4 separate regions of the Mus musculus genome follow, and all the other regions are linked to region 4. Evidence: chromatin contacts called from public HiChIP or PLAC-seq and promoter capture Hi-C data. All regions are on one chromosome and are shown on one strand. Each heading gives the region's core, a stretch centred on a gene start, on an enhancer-like site or on the middle of the called end of the contact. The rest is flanking DNA. Distances are from core to core; before and after follow the strand shown.

Region 1 (3,022 bases), core at 448-2,947, 160 kb before region 4:
TCTGGGGGCAGCAAGCATATTCGAGATCTGAAGTCACTCCATTTACAAAAGGTCAGAAGCACTGGCACAGTCCACTAGGGGGACAAGATCACACTCAACCTTGTCAAGGCAGCAAACACCACAATTACAAGTGTATATCCCTGGATTTTGGTTGTTGTTGTTTGGTTGGTTTTTTTTTTGTTTGTTTGTTTTGATTTTTGGTCAATTATTTCAAGATTAATTTTAACGTGAGTTTCATAATTTTCAACAGAAAATAGCTTTTGTTTCTTTATATTACTGATGTTTGTTATGCAGAAAGCACTTACATATCCCCAGTAACAGAATCGGCTACTGGATATTTGAAACTATTAAGTCTGGTAAGATATTATTTACTCGTGAAAAACGTAAAAGAACATAGCATAGGTTTCTTGACTGACTACACCAACTTTCCCTACTAGAAACCCCATGACTTACTTTCCTTCGACGGAAGAGTATTTTTTACTTCAGTATTAGTTTTCTTCAACTTTGCTTTGTCAAATGTTTCAACTTCTGACAAGTCTGGTTTATCGCTCATCTTGTCTAAAAGAAAGACAAAACAAAGTTGCCCACTAGAACCATGATCAGATTAAGAGTCACAGTAAAAACATTCATTTACTATCAGTGAATGTTTTGCATGCTGTTTTCCAAAACAACGGATCTTAGAAAGTCGTGTTTGTCTTAGAGTCCTCTGATTGCAATGCATTAGCTCATTTCTGGTGGAAGTAAATGAGAGCAGACAAAGATGCTGGAGAAAGCAAGATACTCTAGAAACCAGCAGTGGGGACGTGGGGGTGTGGCTCACTTTAAAATTCCCAGCAAAGGCAAAATAGAAGTGACAAAAATTAGCAGATAAGAATAGAAGAGCAAATAAGGGCTAGATTTGACTAGGGAAGACGTGAGGGACTATCTGAGCATTTTCACCTTCTAGGCAGTTACTTTTAGGGTATTTGGGAATGGTGGTGAGCATCATACAGAAAAACTGTCATACAACACTGTACTGACTTCTAAAGGATGATGAAAGCTGGTATATTAACCATTAGAGTATGAATGAAAGGCAAATACAAGTTTCACACTATATCTTCTTGTAGCCTTAGTAAACATGTAAGGGGGAAAGATAAACAGGTTGAGACTCAGAACTTCAGCAGAATGAAGTAAGCCAAATAGAGTTAAGTTCTACTTCACAGTTTTCACTGTTACTAGGTAGGAAAGCAAGGTACACATGGAGCCATCCCTGGTATCTTCTGAATTTCACAAGTGGATCAGGAAAGGAACAATAGGAAAAGACCCCAAAGGTCAGAAGGCAGAAATCTTCTGTATCACCCCAGTGGGGCAGGACACAATCTGTTGACCAAAGTATAGTGGAGAATCGTTATCTTCAAAGCTGCCACATGGCCAAACACAATGTCATTCAATCAAGGATACCCGAAGGCCCTCTTTTATGCTGAAAGCCAGAAAAACTGGGATTCACAACTTTGTAACCACAGCGCTGGACAGAGGGTGAGCAGACAGCTTGGTCCGCCTTAAAACACAAAGACAATAGAGCAAGCACTAGCAGTCGCCACTGTGCTTGGCCTTGCAAATGCCAGGGGAGATTCTCACCTGCCCGTTCCAAGACTCTCTTCAGGCCAGCAGTTATGTCCACAGTTACCTCTGGATCAGGACTGTGCTCAGGGGTGCAGTGACCAACTGATTAACTCTGCCGCGGGTACCGCCCCTATATCCCGCCCATCCCCTCTATGATTGAACAGAAGGTCTAAATGTAATCCCTACACAGGCGTCTCTGATTGGACAAATCCCGGCTTGACACGCCCCCTCCTCAGGTCTAGTGTTCTGGGTGGCTGTCTCTGTTCTGTTTACCTGCAGCCCACCTATAGCATGGCTTGATGATGCCTAAGAGATAATGATTGGCAAGGGTCAGTTCCCCTTCTCTTCCACAGATTTAGCCCTGGGGTCCACAATTCCTTCCTTACAAATGCATTCATTCCTCCGCCGATTTAGAAGCCTCACATTAAACAGCTATACCTTACCCAGTTAAATTTTAATATCTGGACTTCGGGGGCCAAACTGAATGAGTTGTACCCTGCATTCTTGTTGTTGCTTTTGTTGTTGTTGTTGTTGTTGTTGCTGCTGCTGCTGTTTTGAACAGATGCTCAGTAACCTCTGTCTAATCTCTGCTCCGCTCGTAATGCAGACGTGAGAGTCAGTGGTTCAGGGCCATGCATTCCTGAACATTGCCTATGTAATCATGTGACAGTTTAGACTTTTTGTGCCATTGACCAGGAGAAGAACTACTTTAGAATTAGCACAAGGCAATCTACAGACACTAGTTTTCACTTAGAACTTTGGTTGATGCACAAGAAACAGAAGATGGAAACTGCAGTTACCTCCTCGCAAGGCTTAGGGGTTTTCCCAGAAGAGGGGCAGAACGATTTTTAAGAGCTAGAGGCACTGGACTACTACAGTGTTTTTTGAACAGATGTGATTACAGGTACATAACCTGATCAAAATTAAAATAAGACCATATCTCAGCGTGGGCAGCTGAGAAGTACTGACAGTTGACGGTTGTTTGGAAAGGGAGAGGCAGTTTTCTTCAAAGGTGAGGTCCCTGAGAGGTTACACATGTTCCAGCAGATAGCCCAACTCCCGGGCATATACTGGCTCCATCTTTTCCCCCTGCACATCTTGTAGGCAGGACAAATTATAGGTATAAAGTTATGTGGCTGGGTTGGTGTCCCAGTCTCGCCATTGGAAGTCTCACCTGGTTCCAGGAGATGGCAGCTCAGGCTCTATATCCCCCATTGCAAGGAGTTTTAGCTAAGGTCATCCTCATAGATTCCCAGGAGTTTCCATCGCCCTAGGTCTCTAGCTCATCCCAGAGAAGCCCATCGTCCGATCTCAGTACACTCTCCCTCCATCCTTTCCCCACCTGAGCCAGGAATTATTTTGAAGATGCAACATTAAGCAATGGCAACATAGCCCAGACATAGAGAACAGTGAGACAGTT
Region 2 (3,485 bases), core at 199-2,698, 140 kb before region 4:
TTCAGTATTAGTTTTCTTCAACTTTGATTTGTCAAACGTTTCAACTTCTGACAAGTCTGGTTTATCGCTCATCTTGTCTATAAGAAAGACAAAACAAAGTTGCCCACTAGAACCATGATCAGATTAAGAGTCACAGTAAAAACATTCATTTACTATCAGTGAATGTTTTGCATGCTGTTTTCCAAAACAACGGATCTTAGAAAGTCATGTTTGTCTTAGAGTCTTCTGATTGCAATGCATTAGCTCATTTCTGGTGAAAGTAAATGACAGCAGACAAAGATGTTCAAGAAAGCAAGATACTCTAGAAACTGGCTGTGGAGACGTGGGGGTGTGGCTCACTTTAAAATTCCCAGCAAAGGCAAAATAGAAATGACAAAAATTAGCAGATAAGAATAGAAGAGCAAATAAGGGCTAGATTTGACTAGGGAAGACGTGAGGGACTATCTGAGCATTTTCACCTTCTAGGCAGTTACTTTTAGGGTATTTGGGAATGGTGGTGAGCATCATGCAGAAAAAATGTCAAACAACACTGTACTGACTTCTAAAGGATGATGAAAGCTGGTATATTAACCATTAGAGTAGGAATGAAAGGCGAATACAAGTCTCACACAATATCTTCTTGTAGCCTTAATAAACATGTAAGGGGGGGGGGGGAAGATAAACAGGTTGAGACTCAGAACTTTAGCAGAGTCAAGTAAGCCAAAGAGAGTTAAGTTCTACTTCACAGTTTTCACTGTTACTAGGTAGGAAAGCAAGGTACACATGGAGCCATCCCTGGCATCTTCTGAATTTCACAAGTGGATCAGGAAAGGAACAATAGGAAAAGACCCCAAAGGTCAGAAGGCAGAAATCTTCTGTATCACCCCAGTGGGGCAGGACACAATCTGTTAACCAAAGTATAGTGGAGAATCGTTATCTTCAAAGCTTCCACATGGCCAAACACAATGTCATTCAATCAAGGATACCCGAAGGCCCTCTTTTATGCTGAAAGCCAGAAAAACTGGGATTCACAACTTTGTAACCACAGGGCGGGACAGAGGGGCGAGAACCACAACCCTAAAAGTCCCTTTCCCACCCAACCAAACCCTACTTCCAGCCTTCACTAACTCCTCGAAGCTGCTGGTCCCTCTGAACCTCCCAGGGTGGGGACACCACCACCATCACCACCACCACCACCACTACCAGGACTATGCTCTGCACCGGCTAGAAACAGGGAAATCTGTAAACTCGGGTGAGCAGACAGCTTGGTCTGCCTGAAAACACAAAGACGATAGAGCAAGCACTAGCAGTCGCCACTGTGCTTGGTCCCGCAAATGCCAGGGGAGATACTCACCTGCCGGTTCCAAGGCTCCCTTCAGGCCAGCAGTTATGTCCACAGTTACCTCTGGATCAGGACTGTGCTCAGGAGTGCAGTGACCAACTGATTAACTCTGCCACGGGTCCCGCCCCTATATCCCGCCCATCCCCTCTATGATTGAACAGAAGGTCTAAACGTAATCCCTACACAGGCGTCCCTGATTGGACACATCTTGGCTTGACACGCCCCCTCCTCAGGTCTAGTGTTCTGGGTGGCTGTCTCTGTTCTGTTTACCTGCAGCCCACCTATAGCATGGCTTGATGATGCCTAAGAGATAATGATTGGCAAGGGTCAGTTCCCCTTCTCTTCCACAGCTTTAGCCCTGGGGTTCACAATTCCTTCTTTACAAATGCAGTCTTTCCTCCGCCGATTTAGAAGCCTCACATTAAACAGCTACACCTTACCCAGTTAAATTTTAATATCTGGACATCGGGGGCCAAACTGAATGAGTTGTACCCTGCATTCTTGTTGTTGCTTTTGTTGTTCTTGTTGTTGTTGTTACAGTTGTTGTTGTTGCTTTTGTTGTTGTTGTTGTTGCTGTTTGAACAGATGCTCAGTAACCTCTGTCTAATCTCTGCTCTGCTCGTAATGCAGACGTGAGAGTCAGTGGTTCAGGGCCATGCATTCCTGAACATTGCCTATGTACTCATGTGACAGTTTAGACTTTTTGTGCCATTGACCAGGAGAAGAACTACTTTAGAATAAGCACAAGGCCATCTACAGACACTAGTTTTCACTTAGAACTTTGGTTGATGCACAAGAAACAGAAGATGGAAACTGCAGTTACCTCCTCACAAGGCTTAGGGGTTTTCCCAGAAGAGGGGCTGAACGATTTTTAAGAGCTAGAGGCACTGGACTACTACAGTGTTTTTTGAACAGATGTGATTACAGGTACATAACTTGATCAAAATTAAAATAAGACCATATCTCAGCGTGGCCAGGGGTGTAAGGAGCACCAGAAGTCCTGCCCCTAGCTGAGAAGTACTGACAGTTGACAGTTGTTTGGAAAGAGAGATGCAGTTTTCTTGAAAGGTGAGGTCCCTGAGAGGTTACACATGTTCCAGCAGATGGCCCTACTCCTGGGCATATACTGGCTCCATCTTTTCCCCCTGCACATCTTGTAGGCAGGACAAATTATAGGTATAAAGGTATGTGGCTGGGTTGGTGTCCCAGTCTCCCCATTGGAAGTCTCACCTGGTTCCAGGAGATGGCAGCTCAGGCTCTATATCCCACATTGCAAGGAGTTTTAGCTAAGGTCACCTTCATAGATTCCCAGGAGTTTCCATCGCCCTAGGTCTCTAGCTCATCCCAGAGAAGCCCCTCGCCCGATCTCAGTACTCTCTCCCTCCATCCTTTCCCCACCTGAGCCAGGAATTATATTGAAGAGACAACATTAAGCAATGGCAACATAGCCCAGACATAGACATAGAGAACTGTGAGACAGTTGACTCAGGATATACAAATGCTCCATATTTGATAGTATTTTGTTATAAATGAATATGGAGAAAAAGGCTTGTCAACAAATGATATAAGGATACCTGAATATTTATCTAGAAAATTTGAAAGTGAACATCTAGCCTCATAGTGTTTACATGCTAGGGTTGAACCTGGGGCCTTGCACATGCTAAGAATGCACTCTCACCTCCAGCCCCCATCCTCACATTTCACGTGAAGTCAATTCCAAATATATTTAGAGAAGTAAATGTGAAAGAAAAAACTAAGGCTATCTATTCAAAGAAGATTGCTCTTCAGGAAACACACAGACACTGTAAAGAGAACACACAAAGGATTGAAGTGAGAACAAATAACTCCCATAATTAATTGGAAAAACTGACAAAACTCAACAAGAAACCTGAAAATGTCTTGAATACATGATTAACAAAAGAAGAGATCCTAATGTCCAACTGGCATATGTAAATATGCTCAGCATTATTAACAATCAGGAAAATCAAATCATGAGACTTCATTTTACTGGCACTGGGTTGGAAAACTAATGTCAGGTAGTGCCTGCTGCTGGCCTGCAGGTGGAGCAACAGGAACTGTTGAACATGGATTGGCAGGGTAGAAATCTGTGTGTGAGGCATAAATGTTAGGCAGCATTCAGTTACATTGAAAGTGTGCACACCTA
Region 3 (3,371 bases), core at 537-3,036, 250 kb before region 4:
TAGACCTGAACAAAATATTCTTTTTCTTTTCTTTTCTTTTCTTTTCTTTTCTTTTCTTTTCTTTTCTTTTCTTTTCTTTTCTTTTCTTTTTATTTTCCTTTTTTTTTTTAAACCCCGGTACTGGGAATCAAACTCTGGGCACTGTGCATCAAATACTCTACCACTAAGCTACATTTCCAGCCCTTGGACCACAATATTTACTCCTAAATATCTGGCTTTGATTCAAATATTATCTTGAATAATAAGATGTATTGGAAATTCATATAACCAATATTCCTAGTTCTTTATCTTTCAGTGCACTTGAAACCTTTTGAATCAGCTATGTTCGCACCCATACAGGCTTATTAAAATTACTGTATTTAGTGGGGGGTGCTTGAGATTGGGAGCAGAGGCAATAAAATAAAGCTTGAACCTTTTAAAATAACACATGTTATTGTGGTTATGGAGAGGGGAAAAAAAAAGACACTCGAGCAAATTGGCAGCATCCGTTCAGTTTCCATGGTGTGGAATGATGCTCACAGTCAGTAGCACAGATTGTTCGGGAGTAAGTCTTTACAGGGGTGTGTACTGCAGGGCTTGATGGGGGAAGAAAGGGGGACTAGACAATGGATTAGAGTGGCCTTGATGGAAGTCTACACAGAGGAGAGGACATTGCTGGAGCTGTGAGCAAAGCCCATCTTGTGGAGACATGCTGGTTGGGGCTATTTAGTTTACTGTCTAATGCTGAAAAAATATTCAGAAATACTGCACTAAAGAAATGGGTGTGGCTTTCTTTAATGTATGTAAAAATCAACACAAGAAATAATTGATCTTCAAGACCCTCTAATTTAAAAGATGTAGGTTGCTTCTCATACAACCTGATGCTGGGAAGGATTTACAGCGGCGGGGAAGCCCTGTGACGCACTCAATTTACTTCGCAGAGCTCAGTTACCAGCTACACCCATGCTCCAAAGTCTAGATGCCATAGTTGTCATGCCACCAAAATGCTATTTCTAACTTCATGCTTGCATTTATATCATATATGCAACGAAGCGTTCAATGTGGAAATTCATGTCTAATATTTCACTCTTTGTAACATTTCTGAGCCAATAAGCCCAAAGACACACTTGATAAGAACTTGGCACTGTCCCCAGGCCACGTCTTCCTTAATAGGCTGCCTGAAAGTAAAGGTTTTCAGGACACTAATTTTTTAAAAAATGTCTTTAGGAAACCAGGAATGTTTGGCATCTTTACGTCAGGAACACTGTTTTAATACTGGGAGCTTAAGAGTGAAATATCACGCATAGTCCCAACTACCTCAGACCTAGGTCCTCTCACCTCATCCTCAGCTCCTAAAGCCATTCTGCGGCGCATGCTCAGTGAACCACACCCGCTCCCCACGGAGCCCTGCGCCTCTCTGCCCGGTCTGGCAGCCACTCTAGATTACTCAGCAACGCCCCCCTCCACCATCACCTACCCAGGACTATAACCTCAGCAGCTTCTAGGCCCCTTTACTGAGGTGCCAGTCGCACCAGTGATGACCTAAACTGTCCTTTCTCCCTCCTCCCACAGGCCCCCCACCTCCTGGCCTCCCAGGTCTGCCAGCCTTAGCCCCCTCTTAAAGCCCACTCGCAGACACCTTACCCAACACAATGGGGAGGAGAGAGGACAGGGTTACAGACGCCAGGCAGGTCAGCTCTGCGTGCCTCTAGCCTGGCTCCTCGGCGACCGGGTCACGGCTCGCGCTGCCACCTCGTCCTCAGTGGGGCAGCAAGTGCAGCTTGGACCTCGGTGGCCTGACAGCTGCTGCTCGCTCCCGCTGCTGCTGCCGCCGCGCAGCGTCTCGAGCCCGCGCCCGCCAGGGGAGGGGGCGGGGCCCGCGCCGCCTCCTAGTGCCCCCTTCTCTGCGCAGGGGACCCACTGCAGCCGCCTCTTGCTGCCTCTTGTAAAGATGGTGCCCTGGCTGACTTGCTCTTCCTTAGTGCTCCTTGTCCAACTTGAATCTCCCTGTCTTTCTTCCCCTCCCAATTGATTAGAAGTCACAGTGACAATGGCCCTTTGAATAATTGCTCTGGCAGCTTAGCTTCTCTTCTGCCTAGGGCCTAAAGGCTCAGGTAGAGCTAGCTATAGCTTCATTTCCCCCAATGACTCTTCTATTTACCTCATGTACCAAAGAACCAACCAACCTTCGTTCCTTCCTTCCTTTTTTCCTTCCTTCCTTCCTTCCTTCCTTCCTTCCTTCCTTCCTTCCTTCCTTCCTTCCTTTTTTCCTTCCTTCCTTCCTCCCTCCCTCCCTCCCTCCCTCCCTCCCTCCCTCCCTCCCTCCCTTCCTTCTTCTCTTCCTTCCTTCCTTCTTCTCTTCCTTCCTTCCTTTCTTTTTTTTTCTTTTTTGTATCTGCTTGTTCTGTTTTTACGCCAAGAGTTTAATATATCCACATTCTTCTACAGGAAAGCACAGGATCACAACACATTAGTAGGCCCTGTTGGTGCCCATTGCTCAAGAATTTCTCATGATACTCCAAAAGGAAAGATTGGTATGTAACTCAGACACAGAAAACACATAGCCCTGTATGCCTCCTTAGCAATTACTGTTCTAGAGAATCTCAGACAGCAGTACTGGAGGTTCCAGGAACTGCTACTAGGGTAAAATTCAATATTCCAATTATGGCCAGCCGCCAAACTAGTTCCTCCTGACCTTTGGTGGCCCTCTGGTGTCCTCATCTAGTTTGTGATTACCCCTCACCCCTACGCACGCTCATGCATGTGCGCACGCGCGCGCGCGTGCGCGCACACACACACACACACACACACACACACACACACACACACACACACACCTTTCCACCCTCATAACTAAAGGAAAGCAAATCTCTTGAAGTACTTTAGCCTGCACTTTATCTATTTCTCAGCGACATTCATGCCTCTCTGCTCTCTGAACAGCCATGTGTATATGGCACTGCCCCCTCCCACCATATGTTCCTCACACACACCATCCTTCCATCTATACCACTCTCCCTCTATCTTCTCACAAGGCAAAATAACCAGTCTCAGCAAGGCTCCACTTAAATGCCACTTTGCAGGAGAGTCTTTCTCCATAATCCCATAAGACTCAATTTATCTCCTATACTTTTTGTAGCTTGCTGTGCTTTTGTTTCTCATCAAAATCATGTATATGTAATTATATATATTTAATGCATACGTACTTGGTTACAAGTGTCTACCCCTACTGAACTATATATACAGCACTATGGTTTCAGATGCTATGTTTAAGTTCACAACTGTAGTTCCCCTCCAAATCTAGATGCATATTATGCACTAACTTTATTTATCAAATATGAATGAATAAACTATGTGTCATAAAAATTGTTGATATTTTAAAATAAATGGATCAA
Region 4 (3,486 bases), core at 163-2,662:
GCGCGGGGAAAGGGAGGGTAAGGGCCTCACTCTAGAAGGGTGGCATTTGACTGCATCGGCTCCCCGCCGCCACTCTACCTGCCGCCTTCTCCCCGGGCCGCGGGTTGCGCGTCTCCGCGCCGCCCCTCTACCTTCTGCCTTTTTCCCACGCCGCGGGTCGCGCGTCTCCGCGCCGCCTTCCGTCCCTGCTCCCCGCCGCCCCTCTACCTTCTGCCTTTTTCCCACGCCGCGGGTCGCGCGTCGCCGCGCCGCCTTCCGTCCCTGCTCCCCGCCGCCCCTCTACCTGCTGCCTTCTCCCCAGGCCGCGGGTCGCGCGTCTCCGCGCTGCCGTCCCGGCTCCTCGACGCCTCTCTACCTGCCGCCCGCTCGCTACAGCGCTGCCACCCCTGCGCCTGCTGCCCCCTTCTCGCCGCCGCGGCTCTCCTCCCCATGCCGCCCCTCCACACAGTTCCCCTCCCGGCCGCCGCAGCCCCCACTCCACGCCGGACGCTACCCCCTCCGGCGTCCCCCACGCCGTCCCGCTCCCCGCCGCCGCCCCCACCCCCACCCCGGGGCTCCCTTCCCGCCGCCCTGCTTCCCCCACGCGCAACCCGGGAACATCAGGCCGAGCCCAAATTAAATTGCCCGTTAAGAACCTATCCCTGTCCAGATACTGACTCTCCATCTCCACTTCTTCCTCCTTCGGGCTGGCTCCAAAGTCGGAGTAGAAAGTTGTTTCAGATTCCGCGTTTTCCTGGTAGTCTGCTCCCTCCAAAAGCGTTGAGCTCAAGCTAGGCTGTGGATCTGGAGAAGGGGGAAAAGAAAAAAGAAAAAAAAAAAAGAAAAGCGGTTTGGAGCCTAGGTAGGGCTGGGAAGAGTGGGAAGAGCGAGGCGCCACTCTAAAGGAGCGGCGGAGACTGCGAAGGTCCGAGAAGCTGACCGCACTTCGTCACCTTCTGTGCGCGCGCATACGTGCGCGCGCACAGAAAAAAAAAAGTTGTCCTCCCGAGTTCTTCTCGAATCTAAACGCGTCGAGGCGGCACCGACTGACCCTGAAGTGTTTCCTCCTTCACTGCTCCAACAAAGGTCTTCAAGTCAGTGCAGTAGCAGCAGGGGCACTTTTTGTGAGATTCCATGACCGGAGCGCGGTGGGTTGTTAAGTCACCAGCTTCTGCGGACTTCTTGGCTTCCGAGGTCCTGGCCAGAGGTGGTACCAGCTGCTTCTCCCGTACCCGAGTGGCGCTCGTTGAGGAGTCACGCCCCTTTTATAGGGTGGTCAGCCCTTGTGCCTCTTAGGGATCAGATTTTACGTAGTGTGCCTCCGCTCAAGCCCCCATTAGAAATAGGAGTGTTTCCATTCGGAATGGGTGGGACTACACTGTAGGGTGGGACTACATTGTAGGGGGTGCTCTGGTGACAGGGAGTGTGTTTGTTAAAGTGCCGGTCGGACTTTGAGCTCCCTACGCGCCCGCGCGCGCGCACGCGCGCGCGGAGACCCGCTTCCACGTGCTGTTAACTGACTTTTCAACTCTACCTAGGCGTCCCAGAGCACTAAGGGGCTGCACAAGACTGTGAATCATAATTTAGCAGCTCCGAGTTCGCACCAGCTCGCACACCCTTAAATATTATGTTCCGAAGCATGTCATTTTACGTCCCCCAAGGAAAAAATTTACGTGGACTTACGGGTTGGGAACGCACAGTCTAACAAAATGGGTTCCCCCTCCCGCCACCCTTTGGACACTGGACTCGACCAAGGACTCGGTGACTTATGACTAGAGCTTTGTTTGTTGTTTTTGTACTCTTGCACCTAGAGTCTGAATTAGAGCCCTAATATGTTTAGGTAGGCAGGAAGCTGGGTTTTGTAGTTTTTTGGGGGTTTTGTTTTGGCTTTTTGGGCTTTTTTTTTTGTGGCTTTTCGAGGCAAAGTTTCTCTGTGCATCCCTAGCTGTCCTAGAACACACACCGTAGAGTGTGCTGGCCTCGAACTTAGAGATACTCTTGCTTGCCGCTGCCTCCCAAGTGCTGGAAGCCAACAAGGCCAGCTTTTCGAGCTTTGAGTTGGTTCCCAAAGCTTTCCCAGAACGTAGTGAGTTGGCTTTGCCAACAAACTCAGCAGCGTCTTTGGGGTGACACAGGCGCAAGTAGGACGGACACCTTGCAAGAAACCCTTTATGCCTCTTCAAATACTTCTAGAGCGTTGTAATTTTTGGGAACGAACCGGCTTACTATAAAGGACTCTGCCAAAAGCTTAAGAGACCCAAAAATGCCTAAGTTACTTGAGTTTGGTGCCTTTGCGGAGTTAGATAGCTCGCTCTTAGTACAAAATGCATCGTAGAAACTTGCTCTGCCTTGAACCAAAAGCCCGCCTAATTCTGGGGTATCTAAGCTCAAAAGGCGGGAGAACGCTCTACCTCCACATTCACGCCCCTCCCCCTTCCTTTTCCTGGGACTATCTCCCCCCCCCCCCCCGTCTAGAAAATGGCGAGTCAAATTTAAAACGGCTGTATAATTTTCCAAAAGATGTTCTCAAGTGTTGACATCCTTGTTTTTTGTGGTCCTTGTGTTTGGCACTGCACGATTTGTTCTACATTTTTGCCTTTACAGGCCTTTGGTTGGCATTTTCACTTTTGTTACGGGGGGGGGGTAGTAGGGGCACGGGGTACGTGTTCGAGACAGGGTTTTCCCAATGGCACCAGCCCTGGCTGTCCCGGACTCACAGTGGTGGGCCTTTTCGCAGGAGGCCAGGCAACTTGGCAGTTTCACTACGAAGTCCGTGCACTTTTTCCTTTATTACTTGTGTCTTAATTCGAAGGATGTTCCAGGCAGTGGTGTATGTGTGTGTGCGTGTGTGTGTGTGTGTGCGTGTGTGTGCATGTGTGTGTGTGCGTGCGTGCGTGTGTGTGTGTGTGTGTGTGTGTGTGTGTGTGTGTGTGTGTGTGTGTGTGTTGCGGGCGTTAATTGAAGGAAAAGACCATTGGATGAGGTCTTACGGCTCTGAATCTGCTTCTCGCGAGACTAGGCCACGTCCCTTCGCACCAGACTGGATTGCTTACCTGGATTGCTTGGAACAAGAGGAAATTTGGGATCCAGAACTGCCGAATTTCTAATGTCCCCCTTCAACTTGCTCAGCACCACGCCGAGAAATCAAAAGGGCAGGCTCAAATGCGCCGGAGGGAAGAAAGGAAGGCGGCGTGTCCCCCACCCCCCACCCCCCTCGGGCGTCCAGGCTTTCTCCAGGCTTTAGTTGCCTTTGGTCATCTCCAGCAGAGGATATATTCTGTTGAAAGTTCTAGAACTGCTCATAAATTCGAACTTCTGTGAATTGTGAGGGCACATTAGGCTGCTGCTGGCCAACCGGCCTAGGAAGTAAATTAGCTCCTTGTGTCCCGTGTCCCCAGAAGCTTACGGGCTGAGTAGCAGAGCAGTCGTTTTATTAGACTGATGGTTGTGATAGCTCGGTGCTTATGTTAAAGTGATCCTTACAATATTAAGTAATGGTCCTAGCGA

Evidence for each region. Promoter capture Hi-C pulls out the DNA fragments that hold promoters and counts their contacts. HiChIP or PLAC-seq counts read pairs in DNA pulled down with a chosen protein or histone mark.
Region 1: a promoter capture Hi-C map of embryonic stem cells shows a contact between it and region 4, with 6 read pairs. The contact joins the promoter of Tmsb15b2 here to the promoter of Esx1 in region 4. A contact is called at or near these places in 8 of 39 promoter capture datasets (the 3T3-L1 cell line, the HPC-7 cell line, embryonic stem cells and 2 more), 1 of 15 datasets of contacts at CTCF or cohesin (embryonic stem cells), 2 of 484 Hi-C or Micro-C datasets (embryonic stem cells and reprogramming fibroblasts), 2 of 115 datasets of contacts at active chromatin or transcription factors (embryonic stem cells and stem cell-derived neural progenitor cells) and 1 of 9 other capture datasets (liver).
Region 2: a contact with region 4 is called in a promoter capture Hi-C map of embryonic stem cells, with 9 read pairs. The contact joins the promoter of Tmsb15l here to the promoter of Esx1 in region 4. A contact is called at or near these places in 5 of 39 promoter capture datasets (the 3T3-L1 cell line, 3T3-L1-derived adipocytes, embryonic stem cells and 2 more), 1 of 15 datasets of contacts at CTCF or cohesin (embryonic stem cells), 9 of 484 Hi-C or Micro-C datasets (the G1E-ER4 cell line, embryonic stem cells and myocytes), 6 of 115 datasets of contacts at active chromatin or transcription factors (embryonic stem cells and large pre-B cells) and 3 of 9 other capture datasets (adipose tissue, embryonic stem cells and pancreatic islet).
Region 3: an H3K4me3 HiChIP or PLAC-seq map of embryonic stem cells shows a contact between it and region 4, with 4 times the contacts expected there. The contact joins the promoter of Rab9b here to the promoter of Esx1 in region 4. A contact is called at or near these places in 10 of 39 promoter capture datasets (the 3T3-L1 cell line, cranial neural crest, embryonic stem cells and 4 more) and 1 of 115 datasets of contacts at active chromatin or transcription factors (embryonic stem cells).

What each region holds. Positions count from the first base shown.
Region 1 is chrX:136,956,282-136,959,303 of GRCm38.p6, forward strand. Tmsb15b2 (thymosin beta 15b2) reads right to left here and starts at 1,698. Exons shown (of 3, transcript NM_001080967.4): 1 at 1,618-1,698; 2 at 454-558. The coding sequence starts at 553. It overlaps Tmsb15l (thymosin beta 15b like), which reads right to left. Exons shown (of 4, transcript NM_207267.4): 3 at 454-558.
Region 2 is chrX:136,975,426-136,978,910 of GRCm38.p6, forward strand. It overlaps Tmsb15l (thymosin beta 15b like), which reads right to left and starts at 1,449. Exons shown (of 4, transcript NM_207267.4): 1 at 1,334-1,449; 2 at 1-77. The coding sequence starts at 72. It overlaps Tmsb15b1 (thymosin beta 15b1), which reads right to left and starts at 1,449. Exons shown (of 3, transcript NM_001081983.1): 1 at 1,334-1,449; 2 at 1-77. The coding sequence starts at 72.
Region 3 is chrX:136,866,770-136,870,140 of GRCm38.p6, forward strand. Rab9b (RAB9B, member RAS oncogene family) reads right to left here and starts at 1,787. Exons shown (of 3, transcript NM_176971.3): 1 at 1,624-1,787.
Region 4 is chrX:137,118,914-137,122,399 of GRCm38.p6, forward strand. Esx1 (extraembryonic, spermatogenesis, homeobox 1) reads right to left here and starts at 1,413. Exons shown (of 5, transcript NM_007957.2): 1 at 1,031-1,413; 2 at 658-783. The coding sequence starts at 1,115.